3 separate regions of the Mus musculus genome follow, and all the other regions are linked to region 2. The links are chromatin contacts, called in public promoter capture Hi-C maps. All regions are on one chromosome and are shown on one strand. The core of a region is the stretch at or near the end of the contact, and the rest is flanking DNA. Distances in the headings are between cores, read along the strand shown. Region 1 holds the start of Sik3 (SIK family kinase 3). Region 2 has its middle 9.0 kb from the start of Gm5617. Region 3 holds the start of Zpr1 (ZPR1 zinc finger).

Evidence for each region. Promoter capture Hi-C pulls out the DNA fragments that hold promoters and counts their contacts.
Region 1: a promoter capture Hi-C map of hippocampal neurons shows a contact between it and region 2, with 2.2 times the contacts expected there. The contact joins the promoter of Sik3 here to the enhancer-like site in region 2. A contact is called at or near these places in 3 of 39 promoter capture datasets (the 3T3-L1 cell line, hippocampal neurons and pre-B cells) and 3 of 115 datasets of contacts at active chromatin or transcription factors (extraembryonic endoderm stem cells, large pre-B cells and pro-B cells).
Region 3: a contact with region 2 is called in a promoter capture Hi-C map of hippocampal neurons, with 2.9 times the contacts expected there. The contact joins the promoter of Zpr1 here to the enhancer-like site in region 2. A contact is called at or near these places in 8 of 39 promoter capture datasets (the C10 cell line, cranial neural crest, embryonic stem cells and 4 more), 4 of 115 datasets of contacts at active chromatin or transcription factors (astrocytes, differentiating embryonic stem cells, embryonic stem cells and 1 more) and 2 of 9 other capture datasets (adipose tissue and liver).

What each region holds. Positions count from the first base shown.
Region 1 is chr9:46,010,217-46,014,692 of GRCm38.p6, reverse strand. Sik3 (SIK family kinase 3) reads right to left here and starts at 1,873. Exons shown (of 25, transcript NM_027498.3): 1 at 1,563-1,873. The coding sequence starts at 1,835. It also overlaps a transcript of Pafah1b2 not described here.
Region 2 is chr9:48,502,115-48,506,527 of GRCm38.p6, reverse strand. No RefSeq gene overlaps it. Among named protein-coding and RNA genes, the nearest start is that of Gm5617, 9.0 kb to the right of the region's middle. Within about 2 kb of position 1,572, at least 16 of the 459 cell types and tissues checked have an H3K27ac peak or open chromatin away from gene starts, as enhancers often do. A contact at or near this core is called in hippocampal neurons, where this site is marked.
Region 3 is chr9:46,270,855-46,275,302 of GRCm38.p6, reverse strand. Zpr1 (ZPR1 zinc finger) reads right to left here and starts at 2,239. Exons shown (of 14, transcript NM_011752.2): 1 at 1,936-2,239; 2 at 1,664-1,825; 3 at 1,157-1,247; 4 at 576-646. The coding sequence starts at 2,106. It overlaps Apoa5 (apolipoprotein A-V), which reads right to left. Exons shown (of 4, transcript NM_080434.4): 4 at 3,382-4,448.

The DNA.
Region 1 (4,476 bases), core at 624-3,123, 2.5 Mb after region 2:
AAGGGACAGAGGCATTCTGTTTGTAAACACAAGTTTGACTAGGCCAACAGTAAACACACTGTAGGGGGTAAGGAGATGCCGGCTTCGGCTCCAGCTGCGGACCTGAGGGAGGGACTGCAACAGGAGGGCGCACTTGAGTCTGTCACAGGGCTCTGAAGACTTGAGGCTTGAAGGGGTCCCACCAGAGGAAGTGAAACTGACCAATCACTCTGCCCGCCGCCACCCTCGGAAGAAGGGCCCCTTGTAGTCTTTGACAGAGAGAGGCAAGGAAAGGAACTTTCAGGTTGCCAATAAGCAGGATACGAGGCCCAGATAAGTCCTGGCAGGGAGGGACTGCTATAAAAGCCAAAACAAGGTAGGCTAAGGTAAACAGCGGCCAGGGGGAGGAGGGGAGGGGAGTCCTGGGTCTCCCGGAGGAGCATGCTTAGGTAGTAAAGGTTTTTCATTAGCCAGGCGGAAGAAAAACTCAAGCTACTGTTTTAAATATAAGGAATGACTACTACGTTAAAAGTATCCATTTAAGTGAGGTATTGAGCAAAGACGAGTTGGGAATTCAAATGGGTTTTGTGGCTTCCATCAAAACTGAATGATTTTCCTTGATACTCTCAATGAAGAAAGATAGGTAAAAGTGCTACCCTCTGAGTCCTTTAAAAAATATACTACATGCGTATACATACATGGTTTCCTAACTGACCTTGGCCAGTTTCACTACTACAGCTCCTCAAATCCCTTGGGAACCAAAGGGCCCAAATGAGTGGAATTCTGTCGTGCCAATCCCACGGTTCCCTTCCCTACTGAAAAGCCCACCCCGAGTTCTAAAAAGCCCACCATTTCAGACCCTCTGACAACTAAAAATAACCAGCAAACCATCTTATCCTAAATTGTTTAACCCTTGGTTAGCTAGTGTCACCAGGAACCCTGAGCCTTGGGACATCTGGTCATGGGTCCATTCCATTTTTTTCCCCCTTATTTCCCTGCTTTCTTCACTGACTCTTCCCATAATCAAGTATACTTCCTCAGGCTTACAACTGACACCATCTCCCCGTCTTAAATAATCAAACGTGGATTCCTTTCTCTGGTATAGGTGCCAGGTCCTTCTCTTCCCGGTGTCTTGCACCCCACCGCACACCCTCAGCCCCATGCCCCAGCCGTCCTGGGAAGCCTGAGGCAGCCAGTTTGCGCGTCTCCCCCATCCTGTGGTCCACATTTCATATGCCCCTGCCCTCGTTCTGATGGTTTCCTAATTGCTGGTTCCGGAGTCTTCCTGGCGTGCAGTCCGCCGGCCCCCAGAGAGTTCCAACGCCTCCTTTCCAGTCACCCCCCCCCCCCGACCCTGCGCACAGCCCTGGGGACCTCTCCGATGTCCAGCTGCTAAGTTCCCGGAGCCCCCCCTTCCGGAACCCCTCCGCTCTGAGGTCCCTGCCTTCTCCCGCCAGCACCGGTCCCCACTGCTGACCCTGACCCGAGCCCCGGGGAATCGCGGACTCCCCTGGCCCCACCGCCCTGCTGCAACGCCCCCCGGGCAGCGCAGCCCGCAGCCGCGCGGTCCCCAGCGCCACTACCTTGGCCTTGGTGACGAGGTGCGTGGCCCGCTTGACCACAGCGAAGTTGCCCTTGCCGATGGTGCGGTCGATCTCGTAGTAGCCGATGCGAGCGGCCATCGACCCGCGGGAGGCCGGGGCTGTGGGACGCGCCGGGACGGCGGCCGGGGGCACTGCGGCGGGGGCTGCCGGGGGCCCCGCGGCGGGCGGAGGCAGCAGGCGGCCGGCCGGCCCGGCTCCCCCTGCTCCGGCCACGGCAACCCCGCCAGCTCCGCTCGCCGCCGCCGCCGCCATCTTGTTGTGCAGTGAAACCTCCGGGGCCGCGGGGAGCCGGCCGGGGGGGAGGGGGCGCGGGGGGGCCGAAAGAGGGGGGTTGCCGACAGACGTCACTCCGGGAGGCGGGGCTCCCGCGCCGCCGGGCGCCCGACGCCATGGCAACCGCGCGTCACGTGCGGACGCGCGTCACTGCCCGAAGCCATGGCAACCGTGACCTCACCGGGCGAGCTCGACCTTCCCGCGTGGGTCCCTGTTCCTGAGGCGCCGGCTCCCTAGTGCCCCCCTCTGGGGAACAGGCATTGAAAACGTCGAGGGTCAGCAGCAACTTCTAAGCTTCCGCCGCGCCTAGCGAGGTAGGGATATGAGATGGGGAGACCCCAGAACCAGACTCCCGATGGCCCCTGGTTCGCTGATGGGATCCCTGCTCCGACCTGTGTCCCAGTTCAGTCATCACCAAACCTCCCTTAAAAGGATTTCCTCGTCACCAAAAATACCAGCCTTGTCCCACTTTAGCCCTGGAGGCCACAGAGGCAGGAATAGCTACAGTATTTAAGCAACTGTAACCAAGTTGGTAGCAAGGCAGGGGAATTGTTCAGCAAAAACTCTTACAAAGCCCAGCTCACTTCGTACAATCAATCTAATAAGTCATCGAACACAGAAGAGTGCGGAAATTAGAGTTTGCATATTCAAGGATGTTGAACCCATCCCAAACATGCGTTCCAGTCTTTGGGTGGGTGAGGGCCAGAAAAGGACCGTCATTTTCCTTCCTGCCACCCCTGACTCGGAACAATTCTCCAGCCAGTTGGTCAGAATCTCTTCACTCGTTTTCTGTTGCTGGGTTAGTACTGGTGAAGTGTGTTGCATTCAGGGCCACGTCATGCTTAAAGATGAGCAATCCGTTAAGCAAAACGAGTAACTAATATAAATTCCATCCCTACTAATGACTCTCCAAGGACATTAAGAGTGATCAAATTAATAACCCCTGCAATAAAACTCATATCCCTCTTTCTTCCCTCCTGTTATCTGACATTCCACATCCTGGGCTGTAACTGAGCCTCTCCCCCTCCTCCTTCCTTATTAAGTAGATTGATTTATCTGCCTCTGGTGGGGATAGGAAATTGGGCTGTAAAGGAGAGATAGCCTTTGGTCCGTTAGAAAAGGAAGGAAGAAGGCTGTGTGCATTCCTCTATATAATTGTATCTCATGTATCCAGTGCTATTCTACCCACACCTGTATCTCCCTCCATGGCACAGGAGTATTGTCACATCTCTGTGCAGTATCAAAAAGTGACATCCAGGTCACTGGGTATGTGAGAAAGGAAATACATGCTTACCCTTTCTGACCACAGGTCTTTCCCCAATGTTCTGATTCCCCCCATGTGACATAAGTAATGGCTGGGTCTAGGATGGGACAGAGGGGTCATCCCACAACTGCCTTGAATCAGTTCCCTGGTGGCTATTTCAAATTGCCAGCACAATTAACACTAATTGGCTCCTTTACAAGCAAATAAAGACAGGGATGAAGTGGACCTTGCTTCTTAGGCTGCTTAAACCTATTCATCAAGTGAGATTACGAAATCTGAGATGAATGATTGGGTGTGGCCCTTACAACTTCATGGCCCTTGCTGGAATCTAGCAAAGCCAATAACTTAGGGGCTGGACCTCAGAATGAGGTTTACCATCTCCCTGGAGGTGGGGAGCTCTCCTGGTAAGACAAAGAAAAACAAGCTTTCTCTCTGGAAGGCTTAGAATCAGTACTGAAGCCACTCTTGTCTAGGCTGTGCACCCAGAGTGTCTTCCACTCTTAGACATTTAGACATAATTGGAAAATTTGTTTGTTTTGATCAAATTCTCTCTTCTTCTTCTTCTTCTTCTTCTTCTTTCTCTCTCTCTCTCTCTCTCTCTCTCTCTCTCTCTCTCTGAGACAGTCTCTCTCCATGTAGTCCTGGATATCCTGGAACTGAATACGTAATCAAGCCAGCCTCAAACACACAGATCCACCTGCCTCTGCTTCCCCTGTGCTGGATTAAAGGCTTGTAGCTACCACACCCACACCCAGCTAAGCAAAGTTTCATTTTGCCCTGGCTGATTTCAGAAGTTCTGGGTAACCAAGGACAACCTTGAATCTGTGATCTCTCTGCTTCCACTTCCCAAATACAGGAGTTACAGGTGTGCTCGACCTGTCTTTTTTTGGGTTTTTTTGTTTTTGTTTTTGTTTTGTTTTGTTTTGTTTTTTCGGTTTTTCGAGACAGGGTTTCTCTATATGGCCCTGGCTGTCCTGGAACTCACTCTGTAGACCAGCCTGGCCTCGAACTCAGAAATCCGCCTGCCTCTCCCACCAACGAGTGCTGGGATTAAAGGCGTGCGCCACCACTGCCCAGCAATGTCCTGACCTATCTCATGCAGTGCTGAAGATCAAACTCGGGGCTCCGTGATAATGCTTTACTGTGCACTCACTCTACCAACTGAGCTGCACCTCTTATTCAAATTCTCATTGTATCACTCCCCCACCCCACCCCTCACTTCAAGAAAGCCTTGAGGAGGAGCTAGGAAAATGGAGCATTGCTTTAATTTCCAAAGAGACCTATCCTGCTGGTTCCCTAGCAGTGAGTATAGGATAGCCAGATAAGGGTGTTCCTTGCCTTTGTGGAATGGGGTGA
Region 2 (4,413 bases), core at 323-2,822:
AGAAGAGAACTATCATGTGTTGGTCTTTGAACTACACGCTCTCAGTGGCTGCAGATATGCTGCTGACATAGTTCTGTGTAGTGTTTGCCTAATATTCACAAAGTCCAGGGTTGGATACCCAGTACTACATCATACGGGGGTGTGGTGGTACACACCTGTAATACCAAGCACATCAGAGGTGGAAGCAAGAAGATCAGAAGTTCAATGCCACCCTTGGCTACATATTGAGTTTGAGTTTGAAGTCAGTCTGGGTATACAAGACCCTGTGTCAGTCACTTTTCCCTTGCTGTGATAAAACACCATGACCAAAAGCAACTTATGGAAGAACTAGTTTATTTTGGCTTATGGTTCCACGGTGGGGCAGCATGGCAGTGAGCAGCAGGCATGGCAGCAGGACCTGGAAGCTAAGAGGTCATGTCTTCAAGCCCAGACATGAAGTGGAGAGGGCCAACTGGGACTACAGTGGGGCTGTGTATTCATGAAGCCCATGCTACTGATGTACTTCCTCTAGTAACTCCATGCCTCCCAAACTCCCCAAAGAGAGCCATCCACTTGGAACCAAGGGTTCAAATACCCAAGCCTATGTGGGGCATTTCTTATTTAAACCACCACAGACTCCGGGTCTCAATAAAACAACAACAACAACAACAAAACAAAAAACCTGTAACTTCAAAATACATACTTATGGAAAGAGCAAGTTTTATGAAATTACCTATAAACCAAGGACAAATGGTCATGGTCCCTTTGGTTTATTGTGAACCAATGTTTGAACTTGATACTGAGGGAGGGACTTCTGGGTTAGAAATAGCGTGTGTGTGTGTGTGTGTGTGTGTGTGTGTGTGTGTGTGTGTGAGAGAGAGAGAGAGAGATGCCCAGGCTCCCTGAAATTATTGTGTTCATAAGATTATGTACATTTTCCCCCAGAAATTGTATCTGTTCCCTCTTGGTTTGCTTGCTTGTTTTATTTAATGTTTGCCCTTCTGGGGATTAGATTAGCAATAGCAAGGGTCTTCTGTACACAACTGCTGTGATCAATAGGGGAAAAATGGAATCTGTTTTCTTCTGTGGCCATGGGCGTGTGAGAAAGGATTAGCTTGGCTACCTGACTTTTGCAATTTAATGGATGTATTTGTGGTGGGATATTAGCGGTGACTTGTCTTGATCCAGAAATGCTAAATTTTTTAAAACCTGGACTATGTTTTCGAAAATTCAAGATGCATTTAGCAAAGCAAGGAAAAATAAATTCAGGCTGCTAGCTTGGCAGCCGGTGTGGATACAGTATTCTGCTCTGTTTACTCTGTCAGGAAGCCAGTTCCATTTGATTAAATTCTGAAATTAGAATGCATGCACGCTGGAAGATACCAAGCAGCTTCGTGCTTTTCCCCATACGGAAAATCTGATTAAGGAAATGAACTCAGAAACTGTAGCGCCAGAAGAGATCAATGCAACAGCTGTATTCAACCAGGCTCGATGGGTTAGACCTTTACTTTATTAAAATGGATGGCTTTAGCAGAGAAACTGTGTCCACATCACAGTGCTGTTATATGGCTCTGAGCTCGGTCCCAGAAAAGAGCCAAGTTGGAGCTGCCACCCAATATTGTGGCAGTGGAGCAAGTGCAGATCTGTTCTCACTCCACAAAGCTAAAATTAAGCCAAAGGAGAGATAATTAAAGAATTTATATGCACAGTCTTCTCACATCAACATACTGGATTCTTTTCAAAATTGCTGCTATGTTCTAATTTGGCAGATCTTCCAGAATAAACTACACAAAAAACAATCTCAAAAGTCTCTGTGAGGTGGCCACTGACAGTGGAGTGGCCCATGAATACTAATTTATATGTGAAATACAGTTAAAGAGTCGACAAGGCTAGATAACTCACAAAAAGAATTTCATTGTTCTTCATTACATGGTTGCCAGAGAGGAAAATACGCGTTTATTACAAAATACTTAAATTATTGCCTATGAATACCAACTCTTGATTTGTCTACAGAGGGTCGGTTAATGGACACTAGGTGTAAAGAAGTGTGTCCTGAGAGATGTTGAGGTGGGGAATAACCTCATATGCATTTATGGCACAGGTCATTATTGTGGGCACTACATTCCAGGATGCAATCCTTGGGCTTTATGTGTTAAGAAACTGTTTCTAAGAACTTACAAATATGATCAGATTCTTTGGAACACTTTCATGCCAAACAAGAAGCTGGTACAAAAAGCAGAATGCTGACACTTCGAAATGCTCAGAGGAGCGCTGAGCACAGACATGCTATACTATACTGTATGCTATATGCTATATATGATATATGATATACTATATAGATGTTTTCTTGGTCAGCTTGGCACAAGGGCTTGAAAAGCTGAGGGACCTCATTTGTTCGTCCTATGTATCTAAGACCATTCCCTCAGATTAAGTGATGTGTATCTTCTGACTTTATTAAAATGTAATTTATTTATAATAAATGCATTTATTAAAATTGTACTGCTTGATGAGTTTTGACCATGGTACTCAAGTAATAATCATCACCATTCAATGTAGGATGTTCTCATTCTTCATACAATTTCTATTTTTTTCCCCACTCAAACTTCATCCTCAAGCAATCATAGATTGACTTTGGCCAAGATAAAATGTAGATGAATTTGTATAATAAAATTTCATATCTAGTTTTTAATTGTATAGAACAAAAATGTGCTTGTAACACTGGTGAAATTCCCACAGCCAAATATTCAGAAACATTTAAGTGTCTACCTGGGATGGCAAAAGGAGGCGTGGCAAGCACAATGGCTTGAGGGGTCAGGCAGGTAACTGAAACGTGTGATAGAAGTAAGGAGAGATAATGGAAAATTCATGTCCTGTCACAAGGCATTCAGGTGTAGTTTTAGTTTAAATATGTGCTGGCAAAATGGAGTCAAGAAAATAAGCAAGTCACAGAATATGTGTAGAATACATTACTTGTATTGTTCTAAAGCAGGTGGAACACTTTATATTACACTTAGGGATGTGCATAGAGTGAAAGTGAGTTAAACATAAGGAAGGAAATGAGATACAATTTGACACAGTGGTTATGTGTATCTGGATGAGATGCAGGCTGGTTATCACAGCAAGTTAAAGCGGGGTTTTAAATCGTAGGGTATTATTTACACTGAAGGATAAAGTGACCACATGGCCTCTGGCTGCATTTAACTTAGCCTCTTTTGCATGTAGTGAATACTGTCTGATTCATCTTTTAAAGAGAAGAGAATGTTAGGAGAGAAACCCATGAAGATTTGGCTACTGGCTACTCTGGGACAATAAGTTGCATCACACAGTCACCAAGGGAATTAGCTTCGAGGCCAGGATGCCTGATCAAATTTCAACTCCTACTCTACACTAAATCATTTTGTGCCTTTGGGCAGTGTAGCAGAGAACTACCAATACAGCCCTCTGCCAGTTTTAACATCCCTCCAAGCTAAGAGTGGTTTGTATATTTTAAGTGATGGGAGGAACTACCCTCAACTACTGCCTCGGAGCTATGACTGGCTTTAGAAAGAACTCAGTGAATCTCTAAGGTAAGGCTAATCAGTGAAGCTGCCCTCACACACGAAACTGAGAAGATGATCTAGTTATTTCAACAGCAACTATCGGTCTTAGGGTTAGGGAGATGGCTCATGGGATCCAGGTTTAGTTCTCAGCACCTACATAGAGGAGCTCACAACTGCTTCTAACTCCAGTTCTAGGGAATCTGACAACCTCTTCTGGCCTGTGCTGCTTCCTACAAGCACATGGTGGGCATAACTGCATACAGACACACATACATAACCATCAAAACAAAAACAAAGCCAACAGCTGACAGCCTACCTCCTCAAACTGTTCGACACTTCTTGTGTTGTCAGAGCAAGCCACAGCCCCTATAGCCAAACACATTTCCAGTAGACTTATTTTCTCTGCTCCAACTAGAATCTAAAAGCATTTTATGGACCAGGATGAAAGTGTTTTTCCCCCAATATTTCAAAAGTCATTTAACTGTACAATTGAGGAGCTTCCACCTAAATGTCAATTGCAAGCAATTAATTTGCAATGTAATGACAGGCTGAAAGGCAAATATCAAGAGGGGAGTTTAATAGTATTGTCTAAGTGCCTTCCAAGCAATGAATATACTCAATTAAAACCATATGCTCAGAGATTCTTATCAGTATTTGGCAGTATCTATCTGTATGAGAAGACATTTTCGAAGATGAAATACATAAAAGCCTCATTAAAATTCTGTGTTAACAGATGAGCATTTGGTGCTGATATCGTCAGATATAAGGAACACAACTTTGAACTTGTTAACTGAAGTGTTACCCACTGCCCCCATGAAGAATTCCATCTTCTCTTTAGAATTAACAATGAGCTGGATTCAATTCCTCATATATGTGCGTGTGGAGGCCACAGGAA
Region 3 (4,448 bases), core at 990-3,489, 2.2 Mb after region 2:
CAGCCATATCCCTCCAGTCAGATCCTTAACATCCACTTAGACTGGGAGCACAGGGACCTGAATTTTATAGTGAGACACAAGAAGCTCATCTGAAGTTTATAAACGATGCTGGGGGTTAGGAGGCGGGCTTATTTTCTTATTTATTATTCCACTGCACTGTAACTTCGTCTCAGTGGGGAACTGTTGTAACAGTGGGGAACTGTTGCTTCTGGCTCACAAAGGTATCTGCCATCACATTTACATCTTACATCACACGGGCACATAACACATAATTAAAAAGAAATTCCTTTAAAAATCCAAAATTCTGTTATGCCTCTCTAGCCAGTTAGAGACAGACAGCAGCAATGTGCAATGACATTATTTCTATAATAACAAGTACAGATATAAAAGAATCCTCAGGAAGCTGTAGAGAAGCCGAAGACTCTTCAAGATAATGTGACATTATCTGAAGTGCAGGAGGGCACACCGAGACGTGGGCTGGGGACAGCACAACATGGAGAACTAGCTCCTTTATGTGCTCAATCAAAAAGTTCCCCAACATTTGGTCTGATACAGTTTGACTCATCCCTACTCACCCGTCGTGTGGGCTGATCCTGTTCCAGGCCAGAGATCGCACGGCTGATGAGTCCTTCAACAGTGGTCAGAGCTTGTGGTAAATGAAACATGAGACAAGTGAGTGCTGACGTGCTATCACTTGTCTGTGTGACCCTCAACACTTTCCCTGAACTCTGCAGGCCTCCTTCTCCTCATCTATAAAGCTCTAAACTAAGCACACCGTGGTCTGTCTCACTACTGGACTCTTAAGAGATTTAATTAGACGGGCAGTGGTGGTGCAGGCCTTTGATCCCAGCACTTGGGAGGCAGAGGCAGGCAGATTTCCGAGTTTGAGGCCAGCCTAGTCTACAGAGTGAGTTCCAGGACAGCCAGGGCTACATAGGGAAACCCTAAAAACCAACAAAACAAAACAAAACAAAACAAAAGAGAGAGAGAGATTAACTATAACTTTTTACTCACATTAAAACATGAAAATCCACTATAATTAAATGACCAAACACAAGCCACTAGGCGTGACCTGGACCAGGCTTTGAAAGAAAATAGGAAACATCTCAGCTTGTGAACAGCTCACACACCTCACACACCTGATCTTAAAACTCACCTCCCTTCTGGCTGAAGGCTGGAATCTCAAAATCCAGCTCGGGGATCCTTGTGGTGGCAGAGTCTGTCTTTACCACTTCTCTGTTCATGTCCTGGACAGAAAGCAAACCGTTCTAGCTAAAGAGGTCAGCAATAAAGCTTGGGAAATAACCAGACCATCTCTCCATCAGATGCCAACCCAGATCTTTCTTCTTCCCGCCTTCCATTCAGAAGAGTCCAAACTACTTCAGGATAGTACACATGGTGTCAGCCTGACTACCCAGAAGGTAAGAACACCACCCACAAAGCCCAGCTCTTCCACATAAATCCCATCACTCCCACAAAATTCGCAAAGCACGTTCACCACTCAAAGCAGCAGAACCGAGGCCAGCACCACCGACACCACTGTCAAAGGACGACACTAAGGGCTTGGGACAGGTCTGGTGAAGGGCTGATGGTCCGATTGGGGGCTCTGACCCCCAGTGCGCTCTCTGAAACCGTGGGGGTACCTTCTCTGGTCTGCGCTCACCTCTTGGCTTCTCACGGTCAAGGTGTAGCGCACTCCCTGGTCCTGGATCCTGCCTGCAGACTGGATCTCCGTGTTGTTCCAGCCACAGTGTTCGCAGGAAAAGGAGCTCACGATGATTTCTCTAAAGAAGGGGATCTTGGTGAGCAGAAGTCGCGTCGTGCCCTAGGGAAGCAGAAGCGGCGTTGGGGAGAATGACTTCAGCTTGTTTACACCCTGTACGCCAGAGCTGCCTCTGGGTGCACGGCTGGGTGGTTCCCCGGGCTCAGACTCACGTTCCGGTAACAGTTCATGCACAGTGACTCGATCTCGGTGGGCTGTTGCTCCTCATCCTCGGCGCTGAGGGGCCGGAACAAAGGCCCGGTGGCTGGTGACGCAGCCGCAGCGGGCGAGGGCCCGACGGCGGCCCCCGGGTGTCCCGGCTGCACAGCCCCGCTGGCAGACATCTCCCCACGCGTTGCTCCCGCGGCGGCTTCCGGCTTCCGCGGCCCCTGCGACCTCACTTCCTCCAGCCCCTGTTCCCGCCCCTTCTTAAAGAGGCCGCAGACCCTGCGTTTCCTAGGTCAGTCTCTGACAAAGACTTCCGGTTCCTAGACTGCACTTCCGTAACTAGAGAAGACCCACACTGGGCTGGAGAGATGGCTCATCGGGTAAGAGCACTGACTGCTCTTCCAAAGATCCTGAGTTCAAATCCCAACAATCACATGTTGGCTCACAACCATTCATAATGGGGTCTGACGCCCTCTTCTGGTGTGTCTGAAGACAGCTACTCGTGAGTAGCTCGCTAGTTGTGGCTTCTCTATACGGGTAGCCTGTTTGTCCCCAGGACTCCAGGTCTATGTAAAATGCCCCGGTTGCTTTGGAATCGCCTAGGCTGTGCCCCCACGGGCTGGTGAGATGGCTCAGTGGGTAAGAGCACCCGACTGGTCTTCCAAAGGTCCAAAGTTCCGAGTTCAAATCCCAACAACCACATGGTGGCTCACAACCATCGGTAAGGAGATCTGACTCCCTCTTCTGGAGTGTCTGAAGACAGCTACAGTATAGTTACATATAATAAATAAAATAAATAATTAAAAAAAAAAAACTGTGGCCAGACCTTGCCTGGGTCCCCTCTCCTGTTATCTAGCTTCTCCCCTCCCTGACTCTCTTTCCCCCAGCTCCTCACTTCTGTCCTTTTAAACACCGCCCCTAACTCTAAATACACTGCTCTTCTTTTTACTCATTTTTCTCATTCCCCCCACCGCATTCGCTGTCTTAATCTCTCCTTGTTTCCTAACAAAACACCCTACTTTATCGGGTTTTTTCAAATTTCCTTTCTAGCGCTTCCTCTCTAAGTCTTGGACCACAACCCAGTCACATGGCTGACACTGACTCTATCTACAGGATTGAGGGTAACAAGGGTGTGGTTGCGTGGAGTGCAGCTTCACAGAGGATCTGTAGTGGGGAGGTATCGAGCATCCTGTGCAGAGAAGGCTGAGCTGGGAAGAAAGGGTGCTGAGCTGGGCTTTCCTTCCCCGCCCCTGTCTTGTTTCACTGGTCCCTGGCGATCTTTGATATCTGAGTGAGTGTGTATACGAAAGAGAGTTAAGAGTTCTTAGGTCTCCGAGCATGTTGTTAACCCTAGTACTTAGGAGACAGAGGCAAGTTGATCTCTATTAATGTGAGGCTAACCTGATCTACATAATGTATTCCAGGCCAGCAAATACTCTGTAGTGAGATCTGTCTCAAAGAGAGAGTTTTTATCAATCCCAAGAAGAGAGTCAAGCAGGCATGAGGAATCTGGAACATGGGACCAAGGGTAAGGGGATCCTTCAGGGATTTCAGGGAGAGCATGTTTCCCCATTACACACTCCATCACATGTTCTCTGCATCATGCTCTCCTCCTGCTCCCTTCCAACAAAAGCTCTCATGACAGCCCTGGGGAGACAGGAGTTCCTCTCCGTGGACCAACTGTAACAGCCAGCACCAGGCTGCGAGAATTAATCCACGCTGTCCTGTGATCCGTAGACTGTGGAACAAGACAGCCTCCTCCCCACCCAACCCCATCAAATGTGACAGCCATTGTCTAGCCAGGAGTCCTACGGCAGAACTCGCCCAGAGTGGACCAAGAATGGAAAAGAGACAGAAAGAGCAAGTGAGGGGTACAAGTGGATGGTGGGTGTGTTCTGAGACAGAGGGGAAACAATTGCTCTCAGACATGGTCCAATGAGAGTCACGCCAGACCAACAACGTTCCATCACGAGCATCTATTTCATTCCAACCAAAAGTCAGTTCCACCCTGAGAGTCAGGAGGTAGGGACTGTATGATGAGGAAGGCACACAGTTTGTTCTGTACAGGATTTTTTTAGAAGCCCTCCTTCATCGTGTGGATGGCTCAGTTCCTTATCTGGATTCAGAGTTCTCTAAGGAAATAGGGGCTCTGCCCGGTCCCATCACTGGACCCACCAGCAGGACCACTGGCAGGGACGTACACACTCCATCACATGTTCTCTGCATCATGCTCTCCTCCTGCTCCCTTCCAACAAAAGCTCTCATGACAACCCTGGGGAGACAGGAGTTCCTCTCCATGGACCAACTGTAACAGCCAGCACCAGGCTGCGAGAATTAACAGGAGCCCAACTCCAGGTTGTAGTGGCATGGGTTTCCAGCACGGTCAAGCACTGGCTTGCGGTCAGTCACCCCACACACCATCTCCCACTCCTGTCACCTCACTCTTGCTACTTAGGATTGCCAAATGAGTACCAGAAGCTGGGTTTGCAAAGCCTACTGAGTGTAATGCCCCTGAGTA